Linked DNA regions of Gossypium hirsutum: region 1 is linked to region 2. A link is a contact called in public Hi-C data. All regions are on one chromosome and are shown on one strand. The core of a region is the stretch at or near the end of the contact, and the rest is flanking DNA. Distances in the headings are between cores, read along the strand shown.

The links. A called contact is a pair of places that touch in the nucleus more often than the background predicts.
Region 1: a contact with region 2 is called in a Hi-C map of leaf, with 2.5 times the contacts expected there. The contact joins the enhancer-like site here to the promoter of LOC107952241 in region 2. A contact is called at or near these places in 5 of 34 Hi-C or Micro-C datasets (callus, leaf and petal).

The regions. Positions count from the first base shown.
Region 1 is chrA01:53,873,859-53,880,173 of Gossypium_hirsutum_v2.1, forward strand. It overlaps the pseudogene LOC107900422. Among protein-coding and RNA genes, the nearest start is that of LOC107901973, 5.5 kb to the right of the region's middle. Within about 2 kb of position 1,768, at least 4 of the 9 cell types and tissues checked have an H3K27ac peak or open chromatin away from gene starts, as enhancers often do. A contact at or near this core is called in leaf, where this site is marked.
Region 2 is chrA01:53,409,669-53,416,337 of Gossypium_hirsutum_v2.1, forward strand. It overlaps LOC107952241, which reads left to right and starts at 4,544. Exons shown (of 2, transcript XM_041097059.1): 1 at 4,544-4,950; 2 at 5,275-6,669.

The sequences.
Region 1 (6,315 bases), core at 518-3,017, 460 kb after region 2:
TTTGAGAGAATTATAGAAATTGTGAGAGATTTGTGTGAAAAAATGATTTGGGGGGCCTTTTTATATTTTTTTGGACCGTTGAAAGCCAACGGTCAAATTTTTTACCGTTACACAGGCAAAACACTTCTTTGGAGGAGCGTTTTGCTGACGTGGACACTAAAGCGTGCTGACGTCAGAACGTTTTCGAGAAAAACGGCCTAATCCGATAAATAACCCAACAAACAGCTCAATTTTATTAGTAATGTTTAAAAACGTGCTTTTTGGGTAAAATGTCCAATCGATCCGTCAAACACAAATTTATAAACCCAAAGGGGCCAGCTGTTTCTACCATGAATGTGACGAAAAATAAGGTCTGTAGATTAGGGGTAGACAAGGGAAACGGACGGCCAAGATCTAACGATATCGTATTTGAGGTGAATTTACAAATAGCTTTCCTTAAAGCAAATAGCGCGGGTTCCTTTCACCGCATAATTCTACGAAACTCAACGGTCCATTAAAACTGCAAGAAAAAAAGAGAATCGACAAAAAAGAAAAGTATCCTTTTCTTTCTTCATCTTATTTTTTAATTCAACCTGTCTGTTTCATCCGATTTATCTTCTACCAATTTTTTGGTATTAATTTGATCGGATTTTGGTGCTTAGATCTTCAACTTCAGGATCTTTTTAATGTAGATCCTCATATTTTACCTAATTTTGCGTTCAATTATGAATGATCCACATTATAATAGTACAACATCTGAAATTTTATCCTCAGATTTTCTATTTCTTTAAGAAAAAGAAAACTGAAATTACAGTTGAATCACACATTTGCAAATTGAATTTCTTAGTTCAAGTTCATTTTCAATTCATGGCGGAGGGAACAATGCCAGTGTTCTACTTGTTTATGATTAATTATGATGTTATTTTCGACTTCGCGTTTTTTGCGTTTAATTACTGAATCTGCATTATCATGTTATGAAGTGTGAACTTTTATCCTTAAATTTTCTGATTATTCAACAACAAAAAAACAAGAAAACTGAAATTACAGTTGAATCGAATATTTGCGCGTTGAATTTCTCAGTTGAAGTTCATTTTCAGTTCATGATGACAGTGTTATTCTTGTTTATGATTAATTATGCAGTCATTTAGGTTAGTCTCAGTAGATTAATTAATAACCACATGATCTTACAAATTGTTCCAGTGATGGGATGTGACAGATTCAGATATGAGATTATTTTTTGTATTGTATATGTTCACTGATGTTTGTATTGTATTTTGGTTGAATCAGGCGATAGAAAATGGCAGAATCCGAAGATATTCAGCTCTTGTTTGTGACAATGGGACTGGAATGGTGAAGGTAATCATGGGTGTGAAATCCGGGCAGCGATTCAGGTTCTGTCAACCTTTATTTTCGATAATGATTGATGTTTAAACTTTTCAGGCTGGATTTGCTGGAGACGATGCTCCAAGAGCAATGTTCCCCAGTATCGTTGGTCGCCCTCGGCACACCGGTATGATGGTCGGTATGGGCCAAAAAGATGCTTATGTTGGAGACGAAGCTCAATCGAAAAGAGGTATTTTGACATTGAAGTACCCAATTGAACACGGTATTGTTAACAATTGGGATGATATGGAGAAAATCTGGCATCATACTTTTTATAACGAGCTTCGAGTTGCCCCTGAAGAACACCCAATTCTCCTTACTGAAGCTCCTCTTAACCCAAAGGCTATTCGTGAGAAAATGACCCAAATCATATTTGAAACATTCAACGCCCCTGCAATGTACGTCGCTATCCAGGCTGTTCTTTCCTTGGATGCTAGTGGTCGTACAACAGGTTAGGCCTCTTTCACCATCTTCTTCTTTACTGTTCAACGTTATATTTATCATCATAAGTGATATATTGAAAATTGGCAAATAGGTTGAAAATGAGGGTCTGGATTTGAGTATTTGTGGATATTTGATTTTTTTTAGTATTTGAATATCCTATTAAATTTACTTTTAGAGATAATGAACTCGAATTTGGATATTTATTATTAAAATTCGTCATTTCTTGTAAAAATGTTATATTTTTAAATAGTGATACCATCGTGTTAGAGGACGAGTTCACTATGTATGTGACATGTGTCACACTTTATCAAAACTTTTCATATTTCAATTTTTTGATGGTTTCATTGGAGGTTGACATGAAGTAATTCGATCTCACATATTGGATCTATTATGACATAATGGGATCACCTTGTGAGGAGAGAAAAATTACTATATTTTTTAAATAACTAAAACCACCATATTTTTCTAAATAATTTTTAAAAATACAATTTTTTTATAATTTTTTATGAAAAAAATTAAGATTTTAATATTCAAATTCATTATTTGTTACCTTTTAAATTTTTATTTCAATTCTTTAAATTTATGAAATTCGAATATTTAATGCATGTGGGTATTTGATGGATAATTCAATTTAAATTGAAATAATAATTTGTTGGGTATCAAAATAATAATTAAATAATAAATATTTTAAAATTTTAAAGAAATTTTTGGATTTGAAATGTAGAGGAAGGATGATATAAAATTGTGGTTTTACGCCATCCCTATTCCTATTCCTTTCTAACAGAAGAATGACAAATCAAATTTTTTCTCCTGATTTTTAGCCTTTTTCTCCTGTAAAAATTTAAATCCAACTAAAAATGGTAAAAATCAGGAGGAAAAAGTTGATTTATCATTCTCCTATTAAAAACGGATAATGACGTGAAATTACAGTTTCATACAATCCCTTCTCTTAAAATGTAGGTACCTAATCTAATATGAAATGTTGTTGCCTAGATATTGTTAAAAAAACATATGTGCTGAACTCCTCAATGATGAACAATAAATCAAGATCCTTGTAAGCCGGTTAAACATATCGCTTTACATTATGCGTAACGGTGTTTAATTGTTTGCTCTTGAATTTCCTGTTTTGATGTACCCAAATGAAAAATCTCTAGCTACTTTTTATTTCTTTTCTTAAATGTTATTTTGTTTGCCTCAAATATGCATTTGTTTAGGTATTGTTTTGGATTCTGGAGATGGTGTGAGCCACACAGTTCCTATCTATGAAGGCTATGCTCTCCCACATGCCATCTTGCGTCTCGACCTAGCTGGTCGTGATCTCACAGATGCCCTCATGAAAATCTTAACGAAACGTGGCTATTCCTTCACTACGACCGCCGAGCAGGAAATTGTAAGGGATGTGAAGGATAAGCTATCTTACATTGCTCTTGACTTTGAACAAGAGCTGGAGATAGCGAAAACCAACTCTTTTGTGGAGAAAAGCTATGAGCTACCCGATGGACAGGTTATTACCATTGGGTCTGAGCGATTTCGCTGCCCTGAAGTCCTCTTCCAACCATCCATGATTGGAATGGAAGCTGCTGCCATTCATGAAACCACATACAACTCAATCATGAAGTGCGACGTGGATATCCGTGTTGGTGTTTTGGGACACTTTATCCGGATAAAGTATGAACTTAAACAACAATGTAATATATCCGGATCAGGAATGAAGAAAAAACTGAGTCTTGAGCAACAAGGCTCGAAGCTTGTGGAAGAAACAAATAGATTTTGCAAGGGAAAACAAGAATAGAATTGAAAGCAAAGAAAAAATGGAGCATAAATTGAATGAAATTCTATATTTTTCATTAAAATGAACTTTGGCATGAAGCCATTACATATACCAGACATTGGCTGGTCAAAATCAACAAGTTTATCACCTAAACATTACCTAACTCCACTTAATTCATCGGAACTAGATAAATTTGACTTGCATACTAAAGCAAAGCTAGTAATTAGCTCTTTTACCATCAAGTTACATCAATTGTCATCCAAACATAGTTCAAAATGAACTAAATTACAAAAACATTGTTAAAAAATAACAAAATGAAACTGAGATGAAACAGTAGCATTAACATCTTCAGTTGCATGTGTTTCATCCGGAAGACTTATGTGCATGAATTCTTACGCGCATGAATTTCTCCTTGATTGCATGAGCTGCATGGAGGGCCATTTCTAACAATCCGGAAAGATCTCTATGGAAATATTGTCCTGAGTGGCGGCACCACTATGTTCCCTGGAATTGGCGATAGGATGAGCAAGGAAATCACAGCATTAGCTCCAGGCAACATGAAGATTAAAGTGGTTGCACCACCGGAGAGGAAGTATAGCGTTTGGATTGGAGGCTCCATTTTGGCATCCCTCAGCACCTTCCAGCAGGTATTATCTCCTTTTATCTTTGAAAAACTCATGGCATCTTTAGATTCCTTTATAGTCTTCTTTAGAATCTTGTGTTTAGCGTAAACATGCTTTGGACAGTTTTGTTTGATTCAGATACCTTTTAGGGTTAATTATATCAGATGTACTCAAACTACGATTATTAATATGGCATTAATAAGCTGAGACTCAATTAGAACATTTTAAAGCCTGTAATTTAGGTCATAATTTGAAGACATTTGATACAATTAATCCAATATTTTTACACAAATTTTGCATTCCTTGTTAAAATGAACATCTCTACCTGTATAGAAACTATGCTGCTTCGACTTTTTATTTTTCTTAAGGCAGTTGTGTTTGACACTTATGCCAATGCATACGCCAACATGAGAATAAAGATATAATCCTCCAAAACTCTTCTAAATACATGAAAATTTTGAAAAGAAAAAAAGAACACATATCTTGTACTCTCACACTCTATTTGAGTAAATTTTGATTGTTTTGTATGCAGATGTGGATCGCAAAAGCAGAGTATGATGAATCTGGGCCGACCATTGTCCACAGGAAATGCTTCTAGTTATGCAAAAAGCAAGATTTTGAGCAATGAAATACACAATGCCCATTTTTGTTATAAGGCAAGGCTGATAAACCAAGTGAGTTGCTAATTTTTTTCTTTTTCCACTGTTAATGTCCAGAAAATGAACATGGAGAGGTTCATTTTCGTTCTTTTTTTTATTACAATTTTGTTTGATTGTAGAAAAGTTCTTTCAGTTCTCATTGACTTAAAATGACTGATAGTTGCTTAGGCGTTATAACCAACCTCATATTAGAAACACTTAATTATTGTAATATTTTCTTATGATATAAGAGGTTCTAGCTTAGAGATGAAGAAAATAGAATTGTATTTGCTAACATATGAATTTAAGATCTATATATATTACTAATTCAATGCGATTTCATGAATAAAATTTATTATTTTGATATATTAACAGTGAAATTTTGACGTGGAAATTTGATAATGTGCTCTGTTAAAATGTTTTTGAAATTTTAAACAGTGATATTTGTAGTAATAAATAGGGTTATGCTTGAGCCAACTCAAATAATGGCAAGTAGAAGCTTGAATTAGATTTTTTTAGCTTGAATCTTGTCTCGTATTCGATTAAATTCAAGCACAACTCAATTAAACTTTGTTTATTTGGGTTTGACTTCTTACTCAAGGTCAAATTAGATATTTTCTCTAAATAAATTTTTATATTAATTTAACATAATAAATTAAATATTTTACTAATTAATCAATAAAAATTCCCGACAATTTAAAAAAAATCTAATTAAACTGCACAATATATATAAATTCTTCACAATAAAATTATAAAAATAGTTAATACTTAATATTTTAAATAATTTAACTAAACGATGGAAATAATTTCAAGGAAAAATAATAATGTTTCTGGTAAATGTTATACAAATCTTATAAAGTTTTGACAATGTAGTGGAAATGAAGAGCTAGGTAAAAAAAAAAAAACATGAATTCCATGCATATGGCACTGAGGGGGGCGAAATGGTGAGGAGAGAGAGAAAAGGGTTATAAGATTTTAAAGTGTATATAAAATTAGGGTAAAAGAGTAAATTAATAATTATATCATAAATAAAAAGTTGGATTAAGTTTGTGAGCTTTTCGAATATACAATCAACCCTTTTTATAACAACTATCCGCTATAACAATATTTTACTACATCAATCAACTTTCTAGTAAAACTAATTTATTATGTTTTATTTTAATCTTTTATAACAACTTTTCACTTATAACAACAACATTCATAGTTATAGAGTACATTCATAGTTATAGAGTACATTCTTCATTAAATTAGTTTTTTATAATGGCATATTGTCTAAATTTTTAAGTAAAATTATAGTTATTTCATATAAGTAAGTGTATTAATTATCATTTATTAAATGAAAACGATTTTAATTAAAATATTATTTCAATAAAATGATTAAATTTCATGTGAAAATTTCTATTAATCATATTTCGTTAAATGAAAATAATCTTCAATGAGTGGAATTAAAATATCAAATTATTAAACTATTAAGTTC
Region 2 (6,669 bases), core at 3,294-5,793:
CGAGATATGATTTTTCTTGTGACTATGACGCAAGTAGCTTAAAAGCTGTGAATGTAGAAACAAATAATCCAAAGTTCTAAAAATGTTAAACTAAGCTTAGTAACACCTTATACTCGACTCTGGCGACGGTCTCAGGAGTGGGGGCGTTACACACATAGCCATAAACAGTACAGCACATAGCCGTAAACATCGCAGCAACGCTGCCAGATAACAGGAAGGCTGGAAGCCGTAAGCAGAATGGCACAATGGCACAAAGCCATCGATAACTGCATTATGTTAGGCACATAGCCCTCAACTAGAGTAACATAACCGGCATACAACCCTGAGTAAATTTGATCGACACAAAGTCGTCAATAATCATATATTGGCACATAGCCTTAGACAAATATGTTTGGCACACAGCCATAATCAGGTTGGCATAGAGCCATATGTAGGTTGGCGCAAAGCCATAATCAGAATAATTAGCTTTAAGCCATCAGTAGATGTATCATGTTAGGCACATAGCCATTAGTGATGGTAATATAGTCGGCACACAGCCTCGGGTAAATATGATGAGCACATAGTCGTCAATAATCATATATTGGGCTTAAAAGCCATCGGTGGATCCACGGTCGTCAAGCAACCATGTGATCATTAATCAGTGGATCCACAGTCGTCAAGCAACCATGGGATCCTCAATCGGTGGATTCACGGTCGTCAATCAACCATGCGATCCTCAATTTCTTCCTCCGTTTCATAATCCCCACCCATGTGCAACATAATATTATATGAATGCACCAATATACACAGCATACAAAATAATAAAAATCACAGTCACAACAGTCCAATCACAGTCATACATTCTCAGTCAAAACATAGTCAAGTTAATCAAATTGTATTATCAGTGAGTCATATACCCTAGAGGGGTAGAACGGTCTTTTTACCTATTAGGGGTATTTTAATCATTTCACCCTGCAAAGGTGTTTTGGTAAATCTACAAACTAAGGGTATTTCGATAATTTTGCAAACCAATGGTATTTTTGTAATTTTTTAAAGTTAAGGGTATTTCGTAATTTTGTAAATCAGGGGTATTTCTGTAATTTTTCAAATCAAGGGTATTTCAGTAATTTTCCAAATTAGGGGTATTTTGGTAATTTTACAAACTAGGGGTATTTTGGTAATTTTGTAAACCAAGGGTATTTCAGTAATTCTACCCTACAGTGGCATTTCAATAATTCTATCCTACAGGGGCATTTCAATAATTCTACCCTACAGGGGCATTTTAGTAAATCTAGCCTACAGATATGAGATTCACATAGTCCAATCCAATATTTACTACACAATCATACAATTTATCCACTTGGACCCATGGGCCCATTAGGCCCACATGGCCCATCCCGGCCCAAAGCAACCTAAGCCCACGAGAGCACTCATGATGGCCTCAACCATCACGTCAAAGCTCCCACAAGTGCGCTCGCACGCTTGTGTAGCTGCCATCGTCGTGTGACTAGTATTTCGGCATTCCGGCATTTGCCGTTCTACTGCTGAGTAGTGCGAAATACACACCTGTTTATTAGAACGCGCCAAAGTCAACGATCACTAACCTTGGCACATCCTGCATTGAGTCTTAATCACTTTTTCCCTCACCAACTCATCTTCTTCGCTCTATTTAAAGCCAGCTTCTCACCAATTCCCATGTTAGCTTCCCGATGTGGGATTACTTTCAACCATTAGGAAAATTCATTATTTTTTATGACCACTTCAACCACAGAGTTCCAGTCCAACTCCACCTCTTACACAGCTCAAACAGAAAAACAAATACTCCATTGCGTATCCTAAGACTTGAACCTTAGACCTCACAGTTACACAACATGCCACCTTGCCACTACACCACAAGGCTCATTGTGTCACCATTTTAGCGTCAATTAATTATAAGGTCTATAGGCCAAAGTCCAGGTTCCTTTAAAAGAAAAACCAAAATAAATTGCAAGAGCCAAGACTTGAACCCAGGCTCCCTTGCAACCTTAATGATGCCACAACCACTAGACCACATGCTTCCTTGTGTCATTTATTTACCACAATAATTTAAAAGGCCTTCATCCAAGCACCTAGAGTTTTATTCACTTAAAACCAAAATTTTTGCTAAAGCCCAAGTTTGAACCCAAGATTTCTCCAACACTCCCAAACACTCCTAATCACTTAACCACTGCAGCAGACAATCAATTGTGTCATTTCCTTGCACAATTAAATGCTTATATCCAACCTCCTTACGGACCCATACTCAAGGCCCAATACTTTTAGGCCCAAATTTAGGGCGTTATACCTCCATTTCACCATTTCTAACCTTAATGCTTGAACGTTGTAGTGTCCCTTTTGCAAGGTCAAAGCTTTGCTCATCACAATTTGCACTCAACAATACTGTATGGTGTTATCTAACAAAATCACCCCTTTTTCGCATTCCTAGCTTCGTCTAACCCATTATTAGTCTCCCCTCTCATACCATGCATACAGTAAACATATATACCATACAAAACATTGTTATGCAATACCCTATGCCAGATAATCATTCAACAATAATTTACTATTATGATCAGCATTAGCATGACAATTTCTCATAACAACATTTAACAACCATAAGATAAAGTGCAGATATTCACCTTGTTTTGTTATCCTTGATAGCTTAGCTAGTCCAAACAACAAAGTTTCCTTCATCTTGGTAGCAGTTCCTTCATTTTCCATTACCAACCTTAAACTCACACCTCTGTCGCTACATGCAGAACTACCTTTATCTGCATCCCCCTTTTTCTTCAGGATGACTTAAGAATATGATGCTAGGGAGATGACAAAATCTATCAACAGACTTCAGAAAAATCTACCTCCACTAATGTCTTATATATATTCTCCTTAGGCATGGTCCACACCAACCATATCCACCATCCATTCTTAGCCATTTTGTTTCCCACTTTGGAACCGGCCGGTTCTATCCTAACCAAACCAAAGTTGGGATCCAACTAATCGGAATTTGGCCACTTCAATTTCTAAATTACCTGGTAGGATTCTATGATGCTATTCCTCTCAATTTAGTCCTAGTTTCATTAATTTCGAAATAATAATGATATCTGGGTGTTACAACAATGATTTGGTTCTTAGGTTTTGAAGTGACCAAGTTATAACTGAAATTTCATCACAAAATAAAAAATTAAAATAAAAGGAAAACTAAATATTTAACCAATAAAATGATATTCATCTAAATAAAAGGAGGCTTTGCGTGAGAGAATGTTTGGGTGAGTAACAAGAAAGGATAAGAGAAGGGAAAAGGGAAGAGGATAGGAAGAAACAGATGTGAAACACAAGAATCATATAATTTTTATAATCAAGACCACATTAAGACAATGTGTAAATTGCTAAAGGTTTTGTTTTCTAAAATCAGGACCAAATTGACACAATGTGTAAATGTTAAGGGCTAAATTTGTTATTATAACATTTTTTAATTGCCACATCATCTCTCTGTCACAAAGTTAACAATAGTTAATGGAATTGGACCAAAAAATGCAAATGCGATTAGTTGGGTGACTATTTTGTAACTTTTTAAAGTTAAGTGTTTTGCCCATAATAATAACCTCTAATATAAGAAAACCCCAAGATAATTTGGAGTCACCCATGAATCGAGTCCCTATAATGATATTTAAACCAAAGTAATATTATGTATATCAAACCTTTAACTTTACCATTACAACAAAATAAAGATTTAGTTTTATATGACTTTTTAGTAAATATATTCATGACCAATATTGTATGTATAGGACCAGACCGATTAGATCAAGAACCGGTCAAGTATCGTTTTTGAGAGGTATTTGGAACTAGTTGACTTGGACTAATTGAGTCGATCGAACCGCTGAATTAGTGATTTGACCTGTTCGAGTACTAGTCTGATTAAAAAAAATTATTTATTACATAATTTTCCACCCACATAATTGGTGTGACATATTTAGTTATAGTAATTCCATATTATAAAATATTTAATCTTTATTTTTCTAGGTTAAAATATCCTCCGAGTCGATGTACTTTTTAAACGTATTTAGACTCTCTACTTTTATTTCTAGGATTTAGTCTTTCTACTTTTTAATTTTTAAAATTTAAGTCTAATTGTTAATTTTGCTAAAATATTTCTGTTAAGTTGAAGTTTATTACAATACTATTCTTTTTATTATGTAGCTACCAAAGTGAGTATTTTGTTATTTCAAAATGTCATACCAGTGAATTTAACAAAAGAATTTTAATGGTGTTAACAATTGATATTAAATTTTGAAATCTTAAAAATAGAGAGACCAAATTACTAAAAATAAAAGTCAAAACACTAAATTTCAAATTTTTAGAGAGTACAAGGACCTAGAGTATATTTTAACATTTTTTATATCAACGTATATAATACTCCATGTCCCGTTACAAACTTAAAAGTTACATTATATTTAGTTGAGTGTAATAGGAATAGATTACAACCCAATTCATTGGGCCCCACCACCAAACCAATGTTTGGTTGGCTGTAATACCATTACAGCTTTATTCAATTCAACCTCTATTCCCACTAAACACGTTGAATAACATTCGGTTCCTTACCCACAGAATAGCCCTTCAGAGTGTCTCAATTTCAATTTTACCCTTCTTCCTTCCTCACGTCTGAAGCCTCTTCTCTTTTTCGTTCTTTTTCCCATTTCCTTCCAGCCTTCTTAACCATATTCATCTCTAAAGTTTCAACCTTTCATGATTTTGAATTAGGTTTTTGATATTTCCCAAAATTATCTGAAAAAAGAAAATGATTTTGGGGGATTTGCACAAGGTCTGGGAAATCAAAGCATTGAAGAGGAAACCTGGAGAAGAAGAAGCCAAAAAAAACTTAGAGAAAATAGCCAAACAAGTTCAACCCATTATGCGTAAGCATAAATGGAGGGTCAAGCTCCTCTCAGAATTCTGGTATCTTTATCAATTTTATTTATTTTTGTATTTTTATTCTGTTAAAGAGAATGATTTTTTTCTTCAATTGTGCTGAATTCTTTTTCTTCAATTATGATTGATGGAAGAATGGGTATTTACGGTTATACTACTGAAATTCAAGCGCTTTTCTTTTATGGCATTAAGATGTGTTTTATCAATGCTAAAGCATAATGCCGAAGGCAAATAATCATTGAAAGAATTGTGAAGTGTTTGCATGCTTTGAGTTATCATACTAGGAGTTACTTTGGCTTAACTTTCAAAAATTATACTGAATTTAGTTTTGATTTTTTTTCATATTGATAGTCTGAATAATCCAACTTTGCTTGGGCTGAATGTGGGAGCTGGCATCCACGTGAAGTTAAGGCTATGAAGATCGAACCGGGATTGTGATTTTCATCACTTCGATCAAGTTCTTGATACAATGCTTCATGAGCTTTGCCATAATGCCCATGGTCCTCATAATGCTAGTTTTTTACAAGCTCTGGGATGAGCTTAGAAAGGTCCATTTCCATTCTTTTAGATAGTCCCTAATCACCATTTTCCAGTGCCAAATGCTGTTTCATGGATGGTTCATGTCTATATTACTAATTTTCCTGTTAAGACTTGTTTAAGATCGTGCTATTGTGTTAGAACCATATAAGCCCATTAAATGAAAGATTCTGGTGTGTGAGGATCAAATCATTAAGAAAGCATTATTAGGTGTGACTGGAGGTTCTCAGGATGTGCCTATATATGGATTCACGATTAAACATTATCTATGTGGAAAAGGGAGAGCTTATGTTAGTTGAATAATCTGATTATTGGTTACAATGTATTTGAGCCCTATGTTAGTTTTAATCCATTTGGGATGCATGTCTTACTTGGAAAATTGGACTGATCTTTGCTCAATCAGTGTTCCTTCTACATGTTTCCTCATTTTTGTCTATCTACTTGTGTTTCTGGAATTATTACAATTAAATAAGGGTTAGTTAAGGTTTTAAGAAATGCACATTTATTTTTATCTTAGGTATCCTAAAGATCTTGATATATAAGATAATTTGGAGAATCTATAATTAAGTAGCACATACTGGTTTTAATGTCTTGGTGGTGACAGCACCATTAGGGATGCGCTTAGTCCTATACAAACAGTTGCAATGGCTACTGAAAAGAGATTGCAGGATGATATCTGGTGTGGATCCTATTGCTCTGACATTGTTAGGGATGAAGAAAGCTATGCTGATACTCTACAGGATCATTTGGACTTGGATCAAGGAGGAGAGAGATTGAGTATCAATAATGTTTCCAGCAGACATGCTTTTGGTGGAACCTCTCTTAAACGAAGCCATGGGCCAGGTAAACCGCAATCTAGCTTTGTAGATTTAACTACCCCACCTGTATCTAGATCTTCTATCAATGAAGGTGCCAAATATCCTAAACGAAGTTGTAAATCCAATAACCTTATACCTCACCAATCTAGTTCAAGTGCCACTTCTTCTGCCCCTATGCTTAATGATGATTCTCCAGAAAATCAAGGAGTAACTGCGGTGTAGGAGTGCCAATCATGCACTTTATTGAATCCAGTAAGTGTTTCCTGCACCAATATCATTTCATTCAAATACTTTGCTTATAAAGGGATATCATATTGTTTAACACATATGTTCATGTTTTATATTGTATTTTATGTGATGAAACATTTTGATATTTATATTGATAATGTTC